Linked DNA regions of Sus scrofa: all the other regions are linked to region 1. A link is a contact called in public Hi-C and HiChIP or PLAC-seq data. All regions are on one chromosome and are shown on one strand. Each heading gives the region's core, a stretch centred on a gene start, on an enhancer-like site or on the middle of the called end of the contact. The rest is flanking DNA. Distances are from core to core; before and after follow the strand shown. Region 1 holds the start of FRY (protein furry homolog). Region 2 holds the start of BRCA2 (breast cancer type 2 susceptibility protein). Region 3 holds the start of N4BP2L2 (NEDD4-binding protein 2-like 2).

Region 1 (3,380 bases), core at 767-3,266:
AAAAAATGTGCTTTGGCTAAAGTAATCTGAAAACAGGCAAGGGGAGAAAGATTTTAAAAGAAATCCCCCTGGCCCCAGCATTGTCACAACATAATTTTCTGTCTAACGAGGCAATGACATTGATGGAGGAAAAGAATCTGGCCTTAACGCAGTCAACGTAATGATTGAAAACCACACACCGATGTCAAACTCAGAATGAGTCTTTCCAGATATTGGAAAACTGCTCCATAAAGAATCCTGTACATCCGATTCTTTTCATGAATCAGAGGGTGGAGAGACAAAGGAAGACTCATCCTGGAGGGCGAAGTATTAGACAAATAATGCATCTAAGATAAATGAATTATGGCTCCAACAAAGGAATGCTGTTGGGGTGACGGTGTCATTCCCAGATGGCTTCCCACTTGCAGAAACACAGCCTCAGACAAGCCCCCGAGTGTACACCGGGCTACAAAGTGACCTGGAAAAGATGGTTTCTATGGCTATCATTGAGAGATGCATATCCCCGAATACCTTCAGGCTGAAGGTACTTTGGCTCCATTCTCAAAGCAATTACGGCACAGGTTCTCCTGCCCAGGTTTTGTTTACATACGAACACTCTTGGCCGTGGGTCATTTGTGTAGGAGATAATTAAAATCACCAGCTCTTTGAGCACAGGTAGGTTAATTAGTATGCACAGGATACAACACAGTTTTTTTTTCCAGGAAAATGTTTTAAAATTTCAAACAATTAAGGATGTATAATACCTGCCCGCTGGTCTTTTATCTAAAGCAAGTACAAAAGATGATGGGTGAAATAGAGCAGACTTTGTTTTTCGACTATTCAGAAAATACAAGGCAGCAGTTGAGCACCTGAAGGCCTCATTGTAATTCTGATGCCTCGGAGGTTGTCTTTTTGAGAGACCTTACTGCTAAAATGTTAAGTAGGTCTGAAATGGAACTTCTGAAGTCATAACCTTCTGATATCCCAATAAATGATTTTATGGTCAACACCTCACTTGTTTATGTTTCAGAAAAGCACATTATTTGGACAATAACACACATCGGGATTTTTTTTAGAAATTCAAATATTATGATGGCATCCTCAGCATCATCCACATGGACAAGGGAGAGAGCAAATCAATCAGCAAATGCCTGTATTTTCAAAAAAAGATGAGTCAGGTTTTGGACTCTTAAATACTTTTTTTTCTTTAGACAATACCCTAATATAACAATTACGAAGTGCTGTGAAACCCTGCCACACCCCTCTGATTAAAGCACACTTCACAAAATACTTCCATAAAATCTGCACATATTAAATAAACACCAAGGCAGGAAATGCAGCCTGGAATGCCCCATCCTGCACTGGCCAGCGTCTGAAGGGCCATCTGACTCGAACATTTAATCAGACCAAATTTACTGTAATTCCACTGCAGCCTTTGCACTTCAGGAAAGCCAGTTCAGTCTCTGACATTTTGATTTTCACAGCAGATGGAAGCAGGCAAGGAAAAAAAAAAAAAAAAAAAAAAACCAACTTCCTCGGCTCCCAAGCATATGCGTCCAGTTGAGATTTTTATGTCTCGAACCTTATGCAACATCCAGCAAACAAACAAACAAAGGTTATTTTCTATTACTCACTATTACTCCAGGATTTCAGTAAATATTTGATACTGATCTCAAAGAAGCCGGAATCCTGCTGGCTGGCCATGTCGGCGGCATACAAAGAGGCGGCTCAGACTGGACTGGGAGCCGCTGGAGGAGCAGGTACCGGGCGTGGGGATGTGCCTGTCACAGGTTAGTGATGTAAGCGGGGTCAGCAGCGAGAGGAAGGCTCTGCAGATCTACCTCCGGCGCCGGCAGGGAGTCCTCATTTAAAGGACGCGGAGGAGCAGCAGAGAGATGCTCGGCCGCTCCTCCTCCTCCGGGTCCAGGACGGGCTTCTTATTTGCTGGGTGCCGATCGGAGCCCTGAGAGGCGGCCGCCGCCGCTGCTTTCATTTCTGGGCTGCCAGGACCTGCAACGCCCGCTGCCGGCCACGCACAGGCTCGGCGCCGGCAGGTGGGGACCGAGGAAGTCCCCACCTGCACCGGGATCCGTCCTCCCCGGGAGGGAGAAGGTTTCGCGGAGGCCTCCGGCCGCTCGGGCCGCCGCAGGGCTGAGGGCTGGGCTGGGCGCGCCTCCCCGCGCCCCGCAGTCTCAACCTGGGCCACCCTCGGCCCCTGCCTCGGGAGGAACTGCGGGGGGAATGGCCCAGCTCCCGCCGATCTGCAGAAACGCTCCTGGAGAGCCGGCCGTGCCGCACGGGCTGCGCTCCCCCCGCGGCTGCCCCTGGAATCCACACAACTGTGTCGCTGCAGTAAGGCGAGTGGCACCCTGGGTCTGGTTGCAGCGACGTTTTTGAAAAGCCCCATCGTCAGCCCCGTTGCAGTAGGAAAGCTTGCTAATAACACCAGGATATTGGCCTGGGCTTTTTCCTTTCCCATCACGGCGGAAGCTTCTTCCTCCCAGAAATGCTGTCATTTTTGAGGGGCACCCCCACCCTGGCGCGAGCACCCCAAGGGGACCGTACACTGTGCTTAGGCTTGTTTACCCAAGGCCAGGCTCCACAATGGATCTGCAAACCTGTCTTTTCTAAGAATCACAGAGCCCAATAAAGCTAATTCTTATTTGTATTAAAAAGCTAAGCAAAAGCATCATATTCCTTGCTGCACAAGGGGCTTTTGATTTCATGAAATCTTGATAGCAGGTGTCCTGATTTCAGTTAGCTTTGTTCCATGTTATTAGTTCGCTTGACCAGAGATTAAATAGGCCTAATTTTGACATGCTGCATTTGAGGAGGTGGGATTTAGCTAACCACTGCCGAGAACCATGAATCCTTCCCTTCCCCAGCACACTTATGATTAACATTTTCCAACGGGATTAATCAATTCCATTAATAATTTACAAAAAGTTTCACGCGCCCCTCCCCCACTCCAACATCTACACACAAACAGGACCTGCCAGACTAACATTTGAGAAATGGCAGGGAAAGTATGACACACTTTTTTTAAGATTAAATAAAAAAAAAAAATTCAACACCAAAGAATTTTTAGGACTATGCCCCGAAATGCCCCAAGACACTATCAGTGCAATGAGCCTTCCCAACTCTTTACACAAAAGGCGAGCACCCCACCACCGAGATTTCCAGCTCCACTCATAGCACCCTCTTCTCATCAAGTCTCCTCAGATTGACTTCTTTTTTACTTACATGCACACTAGAGCTGATGAGCTAATTTTGTTTTATCACGTGTACACTTGAATATAGGATTCCAGGTGACACAGGACCCCAAAGATTTACCAAAATGGCTATGACACCTGAAAACAAAGGCTAACATGCATGCCACCTTTTCTGGAGGCTCCCCCACC
Region 2 (3,142 bases), core at 630-3,129, 290 kb before region 1:
TGTCAATATACGGAATGTCTGTGTAATTCAGAACATCAATATTTTTCATACAATCCATGAATGATGTTACAACATGTATAAAAGATTTATTCAAGAGGCAAGAAACACTAACTGAATTTAATGTAACAAGAGTATGAAAAATTCATTACATGGTTTCAGATTCCACATTGTAACTTCTAAGAGGCTACTACTTAAGCTTTGGTGTAGTACCAAAGAAAAATACCCAAGAGTAACTGAAGACCATTAAAATACTCCTTTTTCTAACTACACTGCTGAGTGAGGTTGGGTTTTCTTCATACACTTCTTCCAAACAACATTGTAACAGATCAAACACAAAACGGGTCTAAGAATCCAGCCATCTTCTCCTGAGCCAGATACTGAAGGAGAATTGCAAAATGTTAAAATAATGTCACTCTTCTCCCGTTGGGGGAGTGGTTATTTTTCAAAAACATGTTATTCACATCAATATACAATGGGTTTATTTACTTATTATTAAGTTATAACTTTTTAAAAGTTCTTTTAAATTTCTAATATGTTCACCTATAATAAACAAAAGCTCTTGGTCCTCCATCATTTTTAGAGTGGAAGGAATACTGAGACCAATAAGTTTGGTCTCAGTATTCTGCTCTATGTTACCAATGCGTCTGATGTGGCTAAAAGTTTTCTGCTGAAAAAAAACAATTCTACTGCCAATCAAAGGGCCAGTCTCCTCTTTGTCCACTACAGGTTCTACACTTAACCATGTGGTTAAATGTAAATGATTATTTTCCTAACTGATTTGACTCTATATAAAGCACAGTTTATGGTGTAAACAAAAATGTGAAGTATTGGATTCTTTTCAGCAAGCAGCACAGTTAAATGTTTTTCTGAAAACATTTTTCTTAGTGTAATTGATCAATTTATATAAAATTTGTCAATACCTGCTTCGTTGCATCGCGTCTTAAAAATTTCAAAAAAAGTTGGTCTCTCTTTGCATCCAATCGGCATTTTTATCTACAATATGCCTCCGACGTTTGGTAAATGAGTCTGCAAAAGAGAACACCAAAATATACTTCACAGGATAGAGTCCTTGTTAAGTGACTCTGAGGTAAAATCGGAAGCGGGTAAACTTGCCTAAAATTACATTGTCTATTTACTTGGTCCCACTTTTGGGACAAGATTCAACGCAATGAAGGAAGATTCTATATCTGTGCCGTCTAATACGGCAGCCACTAGCCACATTAAGCATTTGAAATGTGTCAAGTATGACTTAAAATCAGAATTTTCAATAGTATTATCTCTCTTAAGTTAACTAGTCACGTGTGGCTAGTGGCGGCGCAGTTAGCAGGGGCTATGAGATAAACACCATTTCGCAATGCCCAATCAGTAAATCTTCGTAACACAGCAATTACCTGGGGACTAAGATACAGTGTGCCATAGGTTTTAAAACACTTTCCAAAAGAGCAAGATTCCGCTAAAATAACTTTATCCTATTTCCAATTAAGGAAATTTCGGATTGGGACTTCTGGGACTAGAGGCCCCCCCCCAGCTGGGCAATGGAGTTCCCGGGAAGGGGCGGGGCTCGAACCTCCGGCCCTGAGAGCAGGTCCCTCTCCGGCCTGCGAGGGGCTGGCGGGGTCCATCCCGGGCCGGAGGCCGCGGCTCCCACCCGGGCACGAGACGCGCTCCCCGCCGCCTGAGACCGCGGAAGCCTGGCCGGTCTCCACTCCTGCCAACACTAACCGCCTTCAGAGGTGCAGCTCTCTTTGGCCAGAGTAGGCTGACAAAACCCGCGCCGGCACTTCGATGAGGAATCTGACCCCAGACTCCTTTCCGCCGCCACCCACAGCCCCAAACAGCACCCAGGTCGCAGAGCCCCAGCAGCCCCGCCTCCGCCCACCGGGTTTCAGACGCTCGCGCCAAAAGCCGGCTCTCGGGACACGTGACGCGATGACGCCATGACGCGGCACGCAACGTGCGCGCCACCCGGAAGTCAGGCTCGGGCCGGGCCGCCGCAGCCGCTGCCTTTTATGGCCAAAGCCAATCATTGTTTAACTACCTGAGAGTCTGTACCCAGCGTTACTCTTCTGAGCCTTCAGAGTAGCAGGCCGCGCTGCTGGGAGGGACCGCGCGTCCCGTGTATACTCCCCGACTTCTTCCCCTTCTCTCCGCTACATCTACGTTTGGGTGCCCCCTCGGACAGGGCCTGGGGTCTTTGAAAAGTCTTTGTTCTAAGAGTGGGCGTCCCCCAAAGAGGCAGATGTTCGAAAACCCCACAGTGGTCCGTGGCTGTGGATGACTCCTTTTCCCGGCTGCCTGCTCCTCTAGGGTAGAAGGGGCTGCAGTTTAAAGCCAGAGGACATTAGTTCTAGTCCACAGGCAGCTGGTTTTCAAAACCTCTGAACCCGCTTCCCTGCTTAAAAAATTGTAAAACCCGCCTCAAGTCTCCTGCATTAAGTACTTCCCTGTGGGGGCTTCCGTAATATCCCTTGACATTCCTAGGGTACCAAGCACTGTTTTGTGCCCGACTTCCCTCCAACCGCCTGCAAGATATGCTTAGCACCAGGCTTAATTCAGGTTTATAGTATTACCTAGAAAACCTTCGGCTGGATTCTGGAGGTGAGAGCGGCTCATGGGCCTTGCTGCTTCCTGAAGGCTCTTAACAGTGCACAATGGAAGCAACCTTGGATTAGAAAAAGGGTGGCCTCTGCTTGGTTCCTTGGGTGTCATTTTAGTTTGATAATCCTTAGCTGTAGTAGGAAGTCTTACCAATACAGATAGGTACCACAGCTATGATCATCCAGGTCTAAATAGCAAAGAAACACAGGCGCTTGATCTTTACCCAATAACAGCTACCACATAGTGAACATCTGTGAGTTGTTCTGCTTTGTGCCTTATAAGAAATATCATGCTTAGTCTTATAATAATTTATAAATCACTGGGTATTTTCAGATGGGGAAATCGAATCATCTTAGTTTAAGTTGCCTGGTCAACAAAGACTGGGTTTCAGTTCAAGTGTGTGTGTGACTTCAGGTACTTAACTATCCTATTAAATCTGTATTTACCCTCAAGGTCAGAACAATTTGCTTCCCTCCTCACACCCTGTTTTGGGGGGGGGGGGCGAGGCAAGGGTCCTCATTGGAGTGTTTTAATGAGAACTGTT
Region 3 (3,573 bases), core at 51-2,550, 480 kb before region 1:
ATATGGAGGTTCTCAAGCTGGGGTCTCATCAGAGCTACAGCTGACAGCCTACCCACAGCCATAGCAACGTGGGATCTGAGCGGTGTCTGAGAGCAGCAAGGCCAGATCCTTAACCCACCCAGTGAGGCCAGGGATCAAACCCACAGCTTCATGGATGTTAGTCAGATTTGTTTCCACTGAGCTACTACGGTAACTCCCGGGCTTTTCTTATTAATAATCATACTCTTCATTACCATCAGGAATAATAAATGTGGAGGGCTTGAAGGAGTTGGGGGGAAATAATTATTTTGCAACTATCATTGTAAAGATCAGTTGTAGTAAGAATCATCAATGGAGGCAGAACCTTAATTAGAGTTTGATTAGGAACAGGATACTTGCTTGATCTCAAAACATCTTTTTTTTTTTTTTTTCCCCCAAGGGCCACACCTGAGGCATATGGAAATTCTCAGGCTGGGGTCTAATCAGAGCTGCAGCTGCCAGCCTAGCCACAGCCACAGCAAGGCAGATCCTGGGCGAGTGTGATACCTACACCATAGATCACTGCAATGCCGAATCCTTAACCCTCTGAGCGAGGCCAGGGATCTAACCTGTGTTCTCATGGATGCTAGCCAGATTCCTTTGCTCTGAGCCACAGCAGGGAACTCCTGTAGTTACTTATAATTTAACAAACGCTTACACAGCACATACTTTTATCAAGCGCTGTTCTTCTTTTTAAAAATTCAACGACTTTTATTATATTTATAGTTGTACAAGCAGCATCACAAACGAAGTCCTGTTTCAAGTGCTTTTAACAAACTGACTTTTTTTAAATGGGAAAACTCAGTAAATGGTCATTTCCCTAAACAAAACAAAATATAGTTATGACACGAGAGGTGATTTTCTCATAAGTACTTTTATCTGCTATCAACGCTCCGCTGTATTGATTCTTTTCTTCCTGAGAGAAACAGCCTACAATTACTGGTTTTTCGTAGAAAGGTCAGCAACCCTAGTTGACGAGACCATATATTAAGTTCTCTTTGAAAAAGCTTTGTTTCCCAAAAGCCTTAAAGCCCGCGCTGAGAGCATCTAATGTCTTTGTTTGGGCTGCCAGGCACCCAGTCTTTATTCCTTCAGGGATGAACCCGGACCAGGTCATCGCCTTTTTTAGCCGAAGTTGATGCTTCTAAACAAGTAACCGGCTGCAACCTAAGAACTAGTTCCGGTCTACGTTTGTTGCCATTGGCGCGAATTTGAAGCAATGGATTCTGGGAGACTATGAGGTTGCCAGGCTGGACACGAAGGCCGGACTTCGATTCCCACAATGCCTGGCGCGACTCCGTAATCCCTTCCGGGGTAACCGTGAGGTGGCCGACATCTTGCTTACGGAGGTGCGGCTTGTTGCTCCTCTCCTGAGGGCCGGGTTTTTAGTCGCTCCGGGTTTCAGGTTTGGGCCGTCTCCCCGCGCTTCTTTCACCTGAGATGTTCGTGTGTTTCTAGAAGAAGACTTCATTGGGAAGTAAAGGTCAATGCAGAGCTGTGTGTAAGGTGAGTAAACATCCCATTTTAAGCGAGGTGGGGTTGTGGTGATGATGTTCTTCGTATTCTTCCATTGGCGACTTGGGTTTAAGCCGGCGCTTGACTGAACCTTTTAGGTTGGCTGTAAAGGTCGAAGCCGGGAGTGAACCTTTCCGCCTCGGAGCTCTTTTAAATTCCCGGACAGAATCCCAACATGCCTCCTTTGGGGCAGAGAAAGTGCGTGACGCACTTTGCCTGGGGCTGCCCTGTGTGGAGGTCAGGAGGCCTTAGGTTCAGGTTTGTATAGGGGTTTAGTCTCTGAACCCCCTGCGCGTATTTAAGGCCCCGGGCATGGGATCAAATTCTAGCCACAGCTGAGACCTACGCCTTAGCTGGGCAACGCCGGATCCTTAACCCACTGGCAGGACTCGAACCTGCCCCGCCACAGAGACAACGCTGGATCATTAACCCGGTAGGGCACAGGGAGACTCCCTAAGCTCCTCTATTCATACAGCCTCCTTGCTTTTTCTTGGGGCTTATGCTGTTCGTAATGAGGAAATGAGAAGCTGGGAGGAGGCTGTTTCCGGACCGACGGCATTCTTCACAGGTTTACCTTCTTTCCGCTTCTCTAGAGCGTAGCTGTATCATTCTAGTTCGTCTCTTTGCCCTTTTTTTTTTCTCGTGCTAGAGAAGGAAGACCAGAGCGGGCAGAATGAAGAGGTTGTGAATAAAACAGGCTTTAAGGTTGCACTCTTGAGAGTGCCTGAGGAATTTCAAGGGAAGCTTCTTATCGCAAGTTGGGCAGCGAGGCCAAGTAAACCGAAGCGTTCGAGCTTGCAGGAGAGAAAAGCTTATTGCAAGCTATGCAAGGAGACGGGTAGCTTGTGTCCCCCCAAAATCCGAACTCCCAGAACCCCAAATTGTAAAGCCTTTAAAAAGCCAAATGAAGTTGGGGGGTGGGTAAGCGATCAGCTCGTGCACAACTCTCTGATTGGTTAATGGTGAGGTAACTGGGCGGAGTCACAAGGGTTACTTTTATCAGTCCTTAGATGTCAGTAGGTCCATACTCGTGATCATCAAGTAGTTAATTTCTTCCATCTGGTGATAGTTTTAGCATCTGTAAAACAACTCAGGAAATACACATCAGACGATGTCATCTGGGTACTTCAGAGAGGAGCTAAAACAGAGGTTATGGGGAAGGGCTAGCCCCAGGAAGACCCCCCCAGGGTCCTGCTCAATTATAAGCAGAATTTATGTTTAAGATAGACCAACCAACTGGAAAAAATGAGGGCTTTGGTTTTGGGAGTTGTCAGATTTCTTTTTAAACATATTGACATACTGGCGTCAATCTCAGAACAACTTATTTACTTATTTTTTTCTTTATAAAGTTAATGCAACATATCTGAGACAGACTGGGACCTGGGACCCTTTGCTGCCATGCTTGCACCTGGACAAATATCTCCTCAAGCAATAAAGAACTGAAAATAACTGCGTGCATGTTCAGTTGGGGCAAATTATGGACAAGATACAAAAAGATAAAAAATCCAGCTGTTGCTTGGGAACAAAACAGGGTCCTGGGAGCAAATGCAGGGGACTGCACATGCACTCTGCACACAACACCACCAAAGGGGTGGGCAGACCACCCAAATTAGCCCTTTGGCCTGACCCCTGGACCTGCCCCTACCCTCACCCCTTGTAAGAAACCACTCTCCCTCACCGAGCAAGCAAGGGAACTTGTTACTTGTTTTCACGCCCCTCTGCTGCAATGAGGACCCCCCAGATAAAGCTTTCTCTGAATTTCTTGTCTGGCCTCTTACCAATTACTGTTGATTAAGAAATGCCAAAGACCCTGGTAGGGAACAGACTTTGTGGCACCCAACCTCCACAGAGAAGTTGGTCCCAGAGGCACCCAGATCTCCCAGAAAAGGGACAGTTGCCCCACATTGGGTGCCATTAAGTCTTGAACCAACCAGGGAATTTGGCCTTCCTTACGTGGGATGAGGGTATGGGCAGCTGCAGGAGTCAGGCTGGAGGAGTAGCTTAGGTGATTGTCCATCGCTTTGGTGGTGCTGTGTGCAG

The links. Hi-C and Micro-C count contacts between places; a contact is called where the count stands out from the background. HiChIP or PLAC-seq counts read pairs in DNA pulled down with a chosen protein or histone mark.
Region 2: a contact with region 1 is called in an H3K27ac HiChIP or PLAC-seq map of alveolar macrophages. The contact joins the promoter of BRCA2 here to the promoter of FRY in region 1. A contact is called at or near these places in 2 of 5 promoter capture datasets (fetal skeletal muscle and liver), 2 of 47 Hi-C or Micro-C datasets (embryonic fibroblasts and fetal skeletal muscle) and 2 of 2 datasets of contacts at active chromatin or transcription factors (alveolar macrophages and skeletal muscle).
Region 3: a Hi-C map of liver shows a contact between it and region 1, with 4 times the contacts expected there. The contact joins the promoter of N4BP2L2 here to the promoter of FRY in region 1. A contact is called at or near these places in 3 of 47 Hi-C or Micro-C datasets (embryonic fibroblasts, heart right ventricle and liver) and 1 of 2 datasets of contacts at active chromatin or transcription factors (alveolar macrophages).

The regions. Positions count from the first base shown.
Region 1 is chr11:8,517,150-8,520,529 of Sscrofa11.1, reverse strand. It overlaps FRY (protein furry homolog), which reads right to left and starts at 2,016. Exons shown (of 65, transcript XM_021065177.1): 1 at 1,614-2,016. The coding sequence starts at 1,683.
Region 2 is chr11:8,804,687-8,807,828 of Sscrofa11.1, reverse strand. It overlaps BRCA2 (breast cancer type 2 susceptibility protein), which reads right to left and starts at 1,879. Exons shown (of 37, transcript XM_021065184.1): 1 at 1,723-1,879; 2 at 921-1,026. The coding sequence starts at 987. ZAR1L (ZAR1-like protein) reads left to right here and starts at 1,953. Exons shown (of 4, transcript XM_021065181.1): 1 at 1,953-3,142.
Region 3 is chr11:8,995,537-8,999,109 of Sscrofa11.1, reverse strand. N4BP2L2 (NEDD4-binding protein 2-like 2) reads left to right here and starts at 1,300. Exons shown (of 13, transcript XM_021065179.1): 1 at 1,300-1,524.